Regions from separate parts of the Sus scrofa genome. Here regions 1 and 2 are each linked to region 3. Evidence: chromatin contacts called from public HiChIP or PLAC-seq data. All regions are on one chromosome and are shown on one strand. The core of a region is the stretch at or near the end of the contact, and the rest is flanking DNA. Distances in the headings are between cores, read along the strand shown. Region 1 holds the start of DNASE2 (deoxyribonuclease 2, lysosomal). Region 2 holds the start of GADD45GIP1 (growth arrest and DNA damage-inducible proteins-interacting protein 1). Region 3 holds the start of IER2 (immediate early response gene 2 protein).

The links. HiChIP or PLAC-seq counts read pairs in DNA pulled down with a chosen protein or histone mark.
Region 1: a contact with region 3 is called in an H3K27ac HiChIP or PLAC-seq map of alveolar macrophages. The contact joins the promoter of DNASE2 here to the promoter of IER2 in region 3. A contact is called at or near these places in 1 of 5 promoter capture datasets (fetal liver) and 1 of 2 datasets of contacts at active chromatin or transcription factors (alveolar macrophages).
Region 2: a contact with region 3 is called in an H3K27ac HiChIP or PLAC-seq map of alveolar macrophages. The contact joins the promoter of GADD45GIP1 here to the promoter of IER2 in region 3. A contact is called at or near these places in 1 of 5 promoter capture datasets (fetal liver), 2 of 47 Hi-C or Micro-C datasets (blood and heart right ventricle) and 2 of 2 datasets of contacts at active chromatin or transcription factors (alveolar macrophages and skeletal muscle).

The regions. Positions count from the first base shown.
Region 1 is chr2:66,147,584-66,152,036 of Sscrofa11.1, forward strand. DNASE2 (deoxyribonuclease 2, lysosomal) reads left to right here and starts at 2,488. Exons shown (of 7, transcript NM_214196.1): 1 at 2,488-2,675; 2 at 2,766-2,943; 3 at 3,038-3,094; 4 at 3,097-3,115; 5 at 3,650-3,814; 6 at 3,905-4,102. The coding sequence starts at 2,581. KLF1 (Kruppel like factor 1) reads left to right here. Exons shown (of 3, transcript NM_001134350.2): 3 at 260-917. The coding sequence ends at 435.
Region 2 is chr2:66,083,788-66,088,747 of Sscrofa11.1, forward strand. GADD45GIP1 (growth arrest and DNA damage-inducible proteins-interacting protein 1) reads left to right here and starts at 3,634. Exons shown (of 2, transcript XM_003123339.4): 1 at 3,634-4,024. The coding sequence starts at 3,675.
Region 3 is chr2:65,910,986-65,915,866 of Sscrofa11.1, forward strand. IER2 (immediate early response gene 2 protein) reads right to left here and starts at 1,506. Exons shown (of 1, transcript XM_003123342.4): 1 at 1-1,506. The coding sequence starts at 300. It overlaps STX10 (syntaxin-10), which reads left to right and starts at 3,147. Exons shown (of 8, transcript XM_003480777.4): 1 at 3,147-3,325; 2 at 3,565-3,734; 3 at 3,910-4,004; 4 at 4,080-4,142. The coding sequence starts at 3,291.

The DNA.
Region 1 (4,453 bases), core at 1,238-3,737, 240 kb after region 3:
AAGATGCGACTTGTGTCCAGGAAATGAAATCGAGCCTGCTGCCAGGTCACAGAAGGTTCGGGGCCACAGAGGTCGCACCTGGGTGCAGACTCAGGCTCTCCCTGGAAGAGTGCCTCCTTAAATTTTGCACCCTAGGCCCTTCACTTGCCTCATCCTAGTCCCAGCCAAGGTTGGGCAAAGGAGTGCGGCCCAATTCTGGAGAGGACCCTGGAACCAGGTGGGACAGACAGTGGCGCTCAAAGCTCCCTCTTCCCTACAGGGGAGAAGCCATACGCCTGCACGTGGGATGGCTGTGGCTGGAGGTTCGCGCGCTCTGATGAGCTGACCCGTCACTACCGAAAACACACCGGACAGCGCCCCTTCCGCTGCCAGCTCTGCCCGCGAGCTTTTTCCCGCTCCGATCACCTGGCCTTGCATATGAAGCGTCATCTTTGAGCCCAGCGCTGGCACTTGGACCTTCCCCAGGGACTGGGGTTGGAACCCGAATGGATCCACACAGGGTGGTTTTCCCTCAGATGAACCCTTGTCAGGACTCTTGGCCCCACAGATCCACCATAAGATCAAGGACTGGCCCATAGAGAGACCTGAGGGAGCCTCCAGTGAAAGCTCCCACATGTCCTTGACCACAGGGAGCCACACAGTGACACACAGTCACATAGACCCGGCAAGATAGACCTCCAAATAAATGGACTCGGGTGGACACTTAAACACTTCTGACAAAGAGACAGACCCTCAGAGAGCTGGACCATCAGACCAGTTCATAGGTGGCCCTAGAAAGCTGAAGGGGTTGTGGGATGAGGCTTGTCAGAGACCCTGGTTCTAGAAGACTTCACACTGTGACTCCTGAAGCTCCACATAGTGGCTGGCATCTGCTGTGAATGGTTATGGGTCCTGTAAAAATGCCCCTCCCAGATAAAGCTTCAGTGTTTGTCTGACTTCGTGGGTTTTGGGTGCTGGAAGATGGGAGGAAGCTGTAACCTCAGAGGTGGTATGGGGTGGGGGCAAACACACACTCTCACCCTCATATCATAAGGCTGGGCAATCCTCTTTGGGCACAGCAGGCCTTGGCCGCTCCCCCACCCCAAGGTCAAGCTACCTGGTTCTTGCCTCCTGCCTTGAAATCCAGGGACGTTCACATCCTCCATTTAAGAACCCTCAGCTGGGTGCCAGAGCCCCAGCATCCTTCACCCTGCCGCAATCCAAAGTGAACCCTCGAATCTTGGGGGTGGGGGGTGGGGGTGGGACACGCAGAATGAAGCGGGAGGACCAGGAGCCCAAGCGCCTTTTTTTTTTTTTTTTTGTCTTTTTGTCTTTTTGCCATTTCTTGGGCCACTCCCACGGCATATGGAGGTTCCCAGGATAAGGGTCTAATTGGAGCTGTAGCCACCGGCCTACACCAGAGCCACAGCAACACGGGATCTGAGCCGTGTCTGCAACCTACACCACAGCTCACGGCAATGCCGGGTCCTTAACCCACTGAGCAAAGCCAGGGATAGAACCCTCAACCTCATGGTTCCTAGTAGGATTCGTTAACCACTGAGCCACGACGGGAACTCCCCAAGCGCCTTTTAAGAGAGCAAACCTTGGGAGTTCCCGTTGTGGTCCAATGGGTTAAGAACCTGACATATTGTTGATGAGGATGCGGGTTCCATCCCTGACCTCGCTCAGTGGGTAAGGATCTGGTGTTGCCGTAAGCTGCAGGCGTAGGTCGCAGATGAGGCTCGGATCCCGCATTGCTGTGGCTTGGGCCAGCTGCTGCAGCTCTGACTGGTCCCCTAGCCTGGGAACTTCTCTATGCCTCAGGTACGGCCCTAAAGAGAGAGAGAGAAAAGGCTAGGCTGAGGGTGAGGGAGAGGGAGAGAGAGAGGAGTTCCCGTCATGGCTCAGCGGAAAAGAATCTATTAAACATGAGTACCTAGGTTCAATCGTGGGCCTCTCTCAGTGGGCTAAGGATCAGGTGTTGCTGTGGCTGTGGTGTAGGCTGGCGACTACAGCTCCAATTGGACCCCTAGCCTGGGAAGCTCCACGTGCTACAAAAAAAGAAAAAAAGAAAAAGAAAAAGAAAAAAGAGAGAGAGAAAGCGAGAGAGAGCAAACAAGAAGCCAGGGTCAGAGTGATGGAGTAGAACGAGGTTACATGCAAGAGTGTTGATTGAGATTAGCCCGAATTGAAAGAGACGGAGGCAGGGCCTAGTGAAGAAACGTGTGCTGTGATTGGCCAGGAGCAGAGTCGGAGCTCAGAGAAGGGAACCACCTTGCCGTGAGGGGGCGTGGTCTATGCCGAGCCAGAGGGTGGAGTCTATCCGGGACCAGTCCGCCACCAGCAGGAGCTGGCTGCACACAGGCCGGAGCGGGGGTGGGAGCCTACGGGAGTGACTTGCCCAAAAGGAAGCCCCGCGCCCCCCACCGCCCTCCCCGCCTTTTCAAATCTCTGATTCTCGACTCGCGGGCGGAGTCTCTGTCCTCGTGAAGTCCCGGGTTTGGGGTTTGGGGAAGTGAAAGTCAAAAGGGGCCGGGCTGGGCAGAGCTCGTGACCCCCGCGCCTCGCTGTCCCAACACAGATTCCTAGACCTTTAGCTGTATGGCCACGCTGAGCCCCCTGCTATTGGCCGCGCTGCTCTGGGTCCCTGTGGGGACCCTGACCTGCTACGGAGACTCGGGGCAGCCTGTGGACTGGTGAGAAGGCGGGCGCTCCGGGGATTGCTGCACTCCTGGGTGAGGACTGGGGTTCCATCTCTTCATTTCTGTCCGTTCTCCAACGTCCAGGTTCGTTGTCTACAAGCTGCCGGCCCACAGCAGTCCCGGAGATGTGGCTCAGAGCGGGCTCCGGTACAAGTACTTGGACGAGGAGTCAGGAGGCTGGCGCGACGGCGCGGGGTCCATCAACAGCTCCACAGGCGCCTTGGGCCGCAGCCTGCTGCCGCTGTACCGAAACACCAGCCAGGTGAAGGGACCCCCAGGGTGGAACTTTCGGTAGGACTCTAGAGTGGGCCTGACCCGCGGGAAACCTTCACGTTGCCCTTGTCCATCTTCCCCAGCTAGCTTTCCTGCTCTACAATGATCAACCGCCTAAATACAGAGGATCTCAGCACTCTTCAACCGTGGGCACACGAAGGGTGAGGCCAGACTGGGGGTGCGGGGAAAGGGTTTTGGTTTCCCTCTGCATTTTCCCCAGCTTATCCTGGGCCGGGGGGTGGGGGTGAGGATGAGGGGGGACTGTTCTGTCAGACCCTAGGCATGTTTTTCCTTTTTCTTTTTCTTTTTTTTTTCATTTTTGGCTGCCCGGAGGCATAAGGAGTTCCCAGGCCAGGGATCAGATCCCAGCCACAGTCTCAACCTAAGCTGAAGCCAGGTCCTTAACCCACCATTTGGGGTTAACCCACTGTGCTGTGTGGGGTCGGAGATCAAACCCAAGTCCCAGTGTTTCCTAGCCTCCAACAAGCCCTTTGTGCCACAGTGGAGCTCCTGTTTTTCCTTACATCAATGTTGTCCTTCTTCTGGGCTATGAGAATTTATGGCTGTGGAATCTGAGCTCAGCAGTGGTCCTGACACTGCCTCCACAATCTCCAGACAAAGAGTGTTCCTGGTTGCACATGTGCTTGCCTGTGACTGCCTCAAGCAGTCCCCCTGACCCCCAATTTTTGGTTCAGGTGTACTGCTCCTGGACCAAGAAGGGGGCTTCTGGCTAATCCACAGCGTTCCAAACTTCCCTCCACCTTCCTCCTCTGCTGCATACAGCTGGCCTCCTAGCGCCCGAACCTATGGGCAGACACTGATCTGCGTATCTTTCCCTCTCACCCAGTTCCTGAATATCAGTAAGTGGAGACAGGGAGGCGGGTGAGTCCCTGATTCCCAAGCCAGCAACTTGAAACAGTCCCTCATTTTCTTCTCCCCTTGCCCTCTAGGCAGACAGCTGACCTACACCTACCCCATGGTGTATGATTACAAGCTGGAGGGAGACTTCGCCAGGAAATTCCCCTACCTGGAGGAGGTAGTCAAGGGCCATCATGTTCTCCAGGAACCCTGGAACAGCAGTGTAACACTCACATCAAAAGCAGGGGCCTCATTCCAGAGCTTTGCTAAGTGTGGAAACTTTGGAGACGGTGAGCCCTGAGAATGAGGGTTGAACTCTTTCTCTGCACAGAGGGTTTATCCATGGTTGAGGACAGGTCAGGGACAGAGAGGAGGACACTTTGGGAGTCAATTGCATGAGAGGTAAACAAGCACTAGACCTGGGTTCAAATATTGGTTTCTGGCTATGTAATGCTGGTTTAATCAGGGCCTGAACTGGGTTATCTGAAAAATGGGGGTACCATTTTAAAGGGCCATCATGAGTGAAGGGATGCATATAAAGTAGTTAGTAAGGACTATTACTCTTTTTTTTTCTTCTTTTTCTTTTTTTTTTGGGCCACACCCCTGACAATATGGAAGTTCCCAGGCTAGGGGTCGAATCA
Region 2 (4,960 bases), core at 2,384-4,883, 170 kb after region 3:
GATACTAGTCAGGTTAGTTACCCCCACAAGCCATAATGGGAATTCCCCCTGTAGATTTATTGTACATACTATGTAGCTGTGTTTTTCACACTATGGGTCATGGGGGCCCATTACTATTATTTTATGTATGTATGTATGTATTTTTGCTTTTTAGGGCCATACCTGCGGCATATGGAAGTTCCTAGGCTAGGGGTCAAATCAGAGTTACAGGTGCCAGCCTACACCATAGCCACTCGGGATCAGAGCTATGTCTGCAACCCACACCACAGCTCACACTGACGCAAGATCCCCAACCCACTGAGCGAGGCCAGGGATCGAACCTGCATCCTCATGGATACTAGTCGGATTAGTTTCTGCCGAGCCACAATAGGAATTCCTATTATTATTGTTTTAAAATTTTATATCCACACCCACAGTATATGGAAGTTCCCAGGCCAGGGACTGAATCCAATCCACATCTGTGACCTATGCTGCAACTGTGGAGGCAACTTGGGATCATTTAACCTGATGTGCCAGGCCGGGAATTGAACATGCATGCACCTCTGCAGTGACCTGAGCTGCTACTGTTGGATTCTTAACCCACTGCACCACAGCACCACAGCAGGAACTCCAGAAATTGACTTCTCTCGTTCTCACTGTAATCCTTTTTGTTGCTTGAATTTTCATTTTTAAAATTGTGAAATATAATAAATCTACAGGAAAGCATGCAACCCACACATATACGGTTATATACAACTGAAAGAATAATTATAACTCAGGCATCATGAAGCCCAGATCAAAACTAACACTGAATATAATTCACTTAGATAAAAGCAAACAGAATGGGAATGCCCAGCTCAGTGACCTGTTACAAAGCAAACCCCTCCCACCCCACCCCCACCCCCTGCCATGTGACCACAACCCAGATGTCTCCTCATTGCCATCAGAGGCATCCCATCCTGACTTCCAGAAGAATCATTGCCTGCCTTTCCTTTCTCTTTTATCCCTTAAGGTGCACATTCATAATGACCAGGATTTTCAACTTTATATAAAAAGGATGATTTGTGTAAACTTTACACAATGAAAAACTTTTTTTTTTTCTTTTTTTTTTTTTTAGGGTCGTACCCATGGCATATGAAGGTTCCCAGGCTAGGGGTCAAATCGGAGCTATAGCTGCCAGCTTACACCACAGCCCCAGCAACGCAGGATCCAAGCTACATCTGCGACCTACACCACAGCTCACAGCAATGCTGGATCTTTAACCCACTGAGCAAGGTCAGGGATCGAACCTGTGTCCTCATGGATACTAGTCGGGTTCGTTTCCATTGAGCCACAACGTGGACTCCTGAAAAGCATTCTTTTATGAAAAAGAATCATTTGGGGCCTGCTTCCTTTGTTGCATAGGTGTCTATGAGAATTATCCACATTGCTGTAAACAGTGGCAAATGCTCATGGATTCCTGTGTGGTAGTCTGTTAGCTGAAACATCAAATTTTAGGTATCCATTCTACTGCAGATGGACTCAGGTCTGGACTGTTTCTAGCTTGAGATTAATATATATGAGATATATGGTACTGCCATGAAGTATGGAAACTCTTATCCAGGCTTCCTGGCTCACTAAGCAAACTGCAAAAAAAAAATTGGGGGGTGATAAAATATACACCTAACATAAAATTTACTATTTTAACCATCTCTCGGGGTACTGTTCAGTGGTATTAAACACATTCACAATGTTGTGCAACCATCATCACCGTCCATCTCCAGAACTTATTCATCATCCCAAACAGAAACTCTGGGAGGTCCTGTTGTGGCTCAGTGGTAATGAAGATGTGGGTTTGATTCCTGGCCTTGCTCAGTGGGTTAAGGATCCGGTGTTGCCATGAGATGTGGTGTAGGTCACAGATGCAGCTCAGATCCTACGTTGCTGTGGCTGTGGTGTAGGCCGGCAGCTGTAGCTCTGATACCCCTAGCCTGCCGTGCGTGCAGCCCTAAAAAGCAAAAAATAAAAAAATTAAGAAATTAAAAATAGAAATTAAGAGATCCTTCTGTGGCACAGTGCATTACAAATCCGACTGCAGAAGCTCAGGTCTCTGTGGAGGTGAGGGTTCGATCCCCTACCTGGAGCAGTGACTTAACAGATCTGGTGCTGCCACAGCTGTAGCATGAATTCAATCCCTGGTCCAAGAATTTTCATATGCTTCAGGTGTGGCCATAAGATTTTAAAAAACAGTATTTAATTTCTGCACCACAATCACTTTAAACATTTTAAAATACAAAAAAATTAAATTAGGAGTTCCCTGGTGGCCTAGCAGGCTAAGGATCTGGCATTGTCACTGCTGTGCCACATGTTCAATCCCTGGCCCAGGAAATTCTACATGCCGAAAGTGAGGCTAAAAAAAAAAAAATTAAAAGGCATAAAGTAAATATTTACACTAGAATTTATCTGGGCTTTTGTTTTTTTGTTTTGGCTGTGACTGTGGCATGCGGAAGTTCCCAGCAGGGATGGAACCTGGGTCACAGGAGCAACCAAGCCTCTGCAGTGATAACACTGGATCCTTAACACATTGCACCACAAGGGAACTCTATACAATAGAACTCAAGCTTTCTACATAACTATCTTAAATGATAGTTACATACAAATTTAAATAAATGTTTTAAATAGAAATGTAAATATTTAAAATGTTAAATAAAGCTTTACATAATTATTCAAAATTAAAATTCTGGGGAGTTCCCTTAGTGGCTAAGCCCTTAACGAACCCGACTAGAATCCATGAGGATGCGGGTTCAGTCCCTGGCCTTGCTCAGCGGGTTAAAGATTTGGTTGTGGCATGAGCTGTGGTGTAGGTCGAAGATGCAGCTCAGATCCCGGATCCTGCATTGCTGTGGCTGTGGTGTAGGTGGGTGGCTACAGCTCCGATTGGACCCCTAGTCTGGGAACCTCCACATGCCATGGGTGCGGCCCTTAAAAAAAGATTTAAAAATAAATAAATAAATATTTAATATAAGCAATATTTAAATAAGTATTTATGTACAACTTAAACACTTTAACCTTTTTTTTTTTTTTTTTTTTTTTTTTTGTCTTTTTAGGGCCGCCCTTGCGGCATATGGAGGTTCTCAGGCTAGGGGTCTAATCAGAGCTGCAGCCGCTGGCCTATGCCAGAGCCACAGCAACACCAGATCAGAGCCGGGTCTGCATCCTACACCACAGCTCAAGGCAATGCCGGATCCTTAGCCCACTGAGCAAGGCCAGGGATAGAACCCCCAACCTCATGGTTCCTAGTTGGATTCGTTTCCGCTGCGCCACGATGGGAACTCCCTAAACACTTTAACTCGATTTCAAGCATTTAAATTAAATATAAGTAAGTAGATTGATCTTAAATTGAAATATGTGAATTTTTAAATAGATATTTAAACAATTGTTTAAATTTTAAACATTTAAAGTTTAATATAAAAATTAAATGCTATTTTTAAAATATAAAATTAAAATTTAATAATTTTAATAAATTAACAAATAAATAATTAATGTAAAATTATACTTAAAGATGTGTAAAAATAATTACACCTCTTCTCTCCTGCTCCCTGCCCGGAACTGAGGCATCAGCGAACCTCTTCTCCTCCTCCTGGCCCGCAGAGGACTTCACGCGCAGGCAGCGCCTTAGCCAGCCCGGCCAGCTCCTAGGACCCCGCACGGCCAAGATGGCTGCGCCCGTGCAGCAGGCGCGCACTTTGCTCCGCCTGGTAACGACCCTGGGCCAGGGCTCTCGAGGCTACCGGGCACGGCCGCCCCCGCGCCGTTCGCAGGAGCCCAGGTGGCCCGACCCGGATGACCCGCTTACCCCGCGCTGGCAGCTGAGTCCGCGCTACGCGGCTAAGCAGTTCGCGCGGCATGGCGCCGCCTCCGGAGTGGCCGCCGGTTCTCTGTGGCCGTCGCAGGAACAGCTGCGCGAGCTGGAGGCTGAGGAGCGCGAATGGTACCCGAGCCTGGCAGCCATGCAGGAATCGCTGCGGGTGCAGCAGCTGGCAGAAGAGCAGAAGCGTCAAGCCAGGTGCGTGCGTGCGGTCTGGCGCGGTGCTTCGGTCGGTGGGTGAACTCTGCTCCAAACAGTGCTTACTCCCCTGGGCGCTTACCGCGGGGTTTAAATGCAGTATTTACGTGCATGCTCACCTAGTTACAAAACAGACTTCTGAACAGTTCATTTAGTCATTCATCAGCAAGTCTTTATGGAGCGCCTATTGTGTGCAAGGCCTAATCCTGGGTCCTGAGGACACAGCAGGGAACAAAACAAAGATGATATCTGTTGAGAGCCATTAGGAAGATAAAATTGGTTGGAGAACTGCACACCTTAGGGTGACTTAGGTTTGGTAGGCCTGAGGAGTTGATGTTTAAATGTTTAAGCAGGAGCTGCCGCTGTGGTGCAATGGGATCAGCAACCTCTTGGGAGGGCTGAGACACGGGTTCAGTCCCCGGCCCAGCACAGTCGGTTAAGGATCCGGTTTTGCCGCAGGGCGGCCAAAATAAAAAAGTTTAAGTAGAGACCTGAAAGAGCAGACATAATCAAGGGAAGATCTTAGGGAGAGTGTTCTGGGTAGAGGGAATATCTGGTGCAAAGGCCCTGAGGCAGGAATGTGCTTTAAGGAACAGTGTGGCTGGGGAAGAGGGGGAGGTGATGGGTATGGAATCAAGGGCAGAGACCAGACGTGGGAGTCAGGTGGAGGCAAGACCAGGGACTTTGGGATGGCACCACTTACTAGAGGGAAGGGGCACCCAAAGGCAGGCAAGTGTGTTCCTGGTGTTTATTGTTCTTGTCCTCACAACTGCTCTAAGAGGGACTCATCCTTATTTTAGAGATGCAGAAACTGAGGCCTGGGAAGGTGAATTCTCTTGTCCAGTCACCCAGGCAGTGAACAGTAGAATTAGGCTGTGAACCTGACTCTGATAACTCCAGTTATCCTAGCTGGAGCTCCTAATTCTTAAAATGGGA
Region 3 (4,881 bases), core at 256-2,755:
CTCCTGCGTGTCCATGGGTTCCGGAGAGGGAGGCTCACCGTCGGGGAGCGCTGCATTGGCTGCGGCTTCCGCTTCTCGCGGTGGGTGTAGGCGAGGATCAGGGGAGCGGGCGGGTGGCAAGGGCACCTCAGGCTCGTGGGCTTCCACCTTTGCCGAAAGGTAGAGCTCCCGGGCGCTACGCATGACCAGCGACAGCTGCAGACTCCGGTGCAACCGTAGGCCACCGCGCTGCATGCGCGAATGGTACATCTTCCAAACGGACAGGGTCATAATGCGTTGCGCCTCTTTCTGCACTTCCATGACGACTCGACGGCGGGACCGAGGTTTGGCGGGGACTCTGGGCTGGGCAGGGGAGGTGGCAGGTGCACTCCAGACTATGCGTTCGTTCACGCCTCTCTCTGCGGAGATACCCACACTGAGAGACTAGTAGGACGCTCTGCCCGGCCGCCCGCCACCCGGGCCCTTTTGTACCCAGTGTGATGTCACGGAGACGCCCCGCCCAATCAGAGAGCCGCATCCGGGCTTTCCGCAGCGCAGCGGGGCTAGAGACTCCTTAAAGGGACAGGGTGGGATTTACCCTGAGATGAAAAGGGACCCGAACTTGTAGAGGGTGAGCGTTCCCCAGTCCAAGCTGACCTCTCCCGGCGGTATCCTTTCTCAGTGGCCCCAGTGCATCCTTGCGCAGGCCCAGTGTAGGGGGGCCGTAGGTGGGGCTCAGGGCCGACCCACGGGTTGCGTCTGTAGAGCCCAGCGAGCTGGCCTTAGCTTGTAAGTTTCCTTTCGCACCTGGGAAGACCCGGGTTCCAGCCGGTACATCCCCCGTGGGAACAGTGCCTAGCATCTACCAGTCTCTTAATTAACGTTTTTTTGTTGTTAATAACGATGCTAGCAACATTTATTAAGCACTTACTATGTGCCACGCGCTAAAGTCTTTCCTTTCATAAATATGTTATTGATCTCTCACCTCCACTCCGCGGAGGGTAGTTATATCTGATTTCTTCAGGTGGGGAAACCTAGACAAGAGTGATTCGTCCAATATTTGCTAAACAAATAAATGGGCTACTGCGGTGAAACGAGACCGTTTGGGCCTCCAGCCCTCTCCATTCCCCTCCGTATGGAAGCGGTAAGAAGGCGGGACACGCTGGTTGCGTTGCCTTAGAGCAAAGATGCCCACTCCACGGGCGGCGGATGTCTGCAGACACAAGTGCAGTCCAGGCTGCCATCTCTGCGCTCCGCAAGAATCACCCTCCCACTTCGTCTGTTTCCCTAGGCACGAAATCCACCGTGGGCGTGGAACTCGTAAGGCGGAGTACCCAGCCGCAACACAACCCGAGTGAGCACGTGGCTGTGGCCCCCCAAACGACGCAGCGGTGCTCCGCCTCTGCTCCCCAGGAGGCGGAGTTGGGGTAGAAGCTGAAAACTGAACAACTCAGAAATAGAGCAGATAGAAAACAGCCGCCCCACCTTCCGCTTCGCACTACAGTTCCAAGGAAACCTAATTCCAGTTACTCAGGAAAAAAAAAAAAAAAAAAAAAAAGCAATACGGTTCGAATAGTTCCATTCATTCGTGGTGCGGGCCCTTTAAGGGAAGGCTCCACCGCCCCCAACTCTTGCGCGAGCCTTCCCGCCAAGAGATCTGCTAGACTTCCACCACTAAATTTGGAAGTAATGACGTAGAGCGTGCGCGTGAGCCGCTTCCGGCTGCCCATATAAGGACAGGAACCCGGATCTCGATACGGGACAGCCACGGGCTTCTTCCGGGCGGGGGTGGTGCCTTAGCCTCCGGACACGCCCCCTCCGCTCTTTCTCTCCCGGCAGCTAGGGCTGGCTGGAGCCCCCGGTTTCCGGAGCGGCGTTCAGCCCGGCCCACAGAGAGGAAGGAGAAAGTTTCGCTTCCTTCCCTCCGGAGACCGGGAAGATGTGACGCCCCTCCAGAAAAGCCCCTGCTGGCGTGTAGGGGCTACCTCACTGTTCACTCTGACGCCGTATCCCAGAGATCTACACAAAGACCTTGCCAACTCAAGCAGCTACTCCCTGAGGACTCTCATTCTGGTCCCCTCCATGGAGATCCTGCCCCTCCCCTTAAAGTGATCCTCCTTTGCACCTCTGGATCACGCTCAGGTCCCCCATCTCCAACTCTGACACATGGGGGGGTCAATTATTCTCTCTTCTAAAAGACTTCTCCCAAAACCGCTCCCATTCAGCGATCCTGCCATATATTACTCGCTGAGAACGTCCTCATCCCCGCTCCCCCACACTCCCAATCCCACGAAACTCCACAACGACATCCCCCGCCCAGGCGCTGTCTCTGACACACAACAGGGGCGACCTTCTGAGGGTTTCTTAAGATAGCCCGCTCCAAGAATCAGGACCCCACTCGGGCAACGGTCCCCCCCACCAATAAAAAAAAAATGCTTTCTCGGAGACCCCACACATAAAGGTTCTGTCGCACAGGCGGCCACCCTGAGTCCCTCTCCAGACATTCCCTGGTCCCACTCCACGCGCAAAGGACTTCATTGCAGGCTATCTTCAGAGTTGCCCCCACCACACTCCCTCCCACGACCCCCAGGTCGCACCCAGAAAGATCCTACCCTCCAGAAGCATTTCCAGGGCCCCCATCCAGGGCCATCCTGCCCCGGGATGCTTCCCTCCTCCGCAGGAAAAAAAGAGGAGGGGTAAATCAAACAGAACTCGTCACAGAATGCCTGCAGTTCACCCTGGCCCCGCGGGAAGGTGGAGAGACCACCCATCCCCATACTGCTCCCCAAACCTGTCACACCTGACCCTGGGCTGGAACCATCTTCCAGGACAGGATCTAGGTGCAGGAGCATCATAAAGATGATCTACTAATTGAAGGAGCCACTTCCCCAGCCATAATCTGACCGGATTTGAAGGAGACTATTGTTATTTATATTGCCCAGAAGGGAAACCATGGTTGCGCAGCAACAATCCGAAGGCCTGGGTCTTCAACCAAGGCGTAGGGAGCTCTGACTCGAACCCAGCCAGACAGAACTGACACATCTGTGGACCAAGATGCGAAGAGGAATAGGTACGGGCAGGAAGCCGTTTCCGCCCACAACCAAGATGGCCGAAGAGAGAGCGGAAATTTCCACACTTCGGGCCTCTAAGGCCTCTCTTTCTCCCCTTGTGGCTCCGCTCTCGTTGGTGGCCTGGGTCACGTGACGGGAGCGGGCGGGTGGGTGACGGCGAGTTCTGCATTGCTTGGAGGGAACCTGCGTCCAAGGCCGAGAGGGGAGGGGGCTCGGCCTCGGGCGGGTGGGAGGCGTGATATGTCTCTCGAAGATCCGTTTTTTGTAGTACGAGGGTGAGTGACAGCGAAGGGGGAGGGCAGAGGGTGTCCTGTCCCCCTGCCAGCCAGTGCCCGGGTGCCAGCCGGAGCGTGCCAGGTATTCTGGGCACCACCGTCGGGATTGCCCCGTGGCCGTGTGGGAGGGGTACACAGGGGGATATGAGGGTCTCGTGAGCCCCCAATTCGTTTGGGTGCGCAGTATGGGCAGGAAGACTGCCTGCCCCCAGCTGTGCCCGCTGTGCCCCTGCCTGCAGCGAGGTGCAGAAGGCGGTGAACACAGCCCGTGGGCTATACCAGCGGTGGTGCGAGCTCTTGCAGGAGGGCGCGGCGGTGGGACGCGAGGAGCTGGACTGGACGACCAATGAGCTGAGGAATGGCTTGCGCAGCATCGAGTGGGACCTCGAGGACCTGGAGGAGACCATCGATATCCTGGGCGGGGGAGGCTGGAGGGCTGCATGGCAGAGCCCATTGCAGTGGCAGGGGGCTCTGGGAGCCAGCCCTTGGGGAGGCTGGACACTTAGGAGATGTCGATTGAGGGCTTTGAGGCAAAGGAGGGTGTTCTGTCCTGGTCTGGCCTTGACTCTTTAATCGAGGCTTACGCATTGTGGAAGCCAACCCAGGCAAGTTCAAGCTCCCAGCCGGAGACCTGCAGGAGAGAAAGGCGTTTGTGGAGAGGATGCGGGAAGCAGTCCAGGTGAAGAGAGTTTGCCGTGGGGGTGACTGTGGGGAGGTAGTGGTGTCTTTATTCAGATGCTGTCCTCATCCGTAGGAAATGAAAGACCATATGGTCAGCCCCGCAGCCATAGCCTTCATGGAGAAGAATAATAGAGAGGTAAGGAGTCCTGACCCAACATCCTTACCCTCTGTCCCTAGAGGTGACCCTCTCCTTGGAATGCAAGCCTGAAGCGTCCATGTGCATTCACCAGTTTCCTGTGTATGTGTATGTCTGTCCCTTCTGCATCACGGCTCATCTTCTCTGTGTGCAGTTGTCTACCTGCCTGCTCTTTCTGGATGTGTACACCTGAGCTCTCTTCTCTGTATATAATCCTTTCTGCCTTCTCCTACCGGTCTATACTGTTTTCCTGTGTGTGAATGGTGGCCTCTCCTTTTTTCACTGTGTTACTGTTTTCAAGATACATGCTTACCTTTTTTTTCTTTTAATCTGTGTTTGTACCTGACCTCTCTGAGCATGTGAACTTGGCCTCCAAGGGGACTCACCATCTGCCTTGTGCATGCACACCATTTCCCTCTGTGGGTGTTTGCCCCGGGTGTGTGTTCACTCATACGTTTTGTGCACATTCTCCCTGCTGTCTCTGTCTGTACACCTTTGCCCATTGTGTTGTGTGTTCTTTCTCTGCATGTTGTGAAACACCAGCCTCACCCTTTAAACCCACATGGGGTGTGGGGCGGGGTGGGGTAGGGGGCTGAAGCCTCAAGAGCCTGGAGTCCTATAGCAGGGTCCACATGCTTTGCAGGTGTGCTGCTGCTCCGAGGATTTAAGTTCAGTTTCTTAAATACATGTGTCTATGTGATAATATATGTTCTCCATGGATTTAATTTATTAAGTCCTC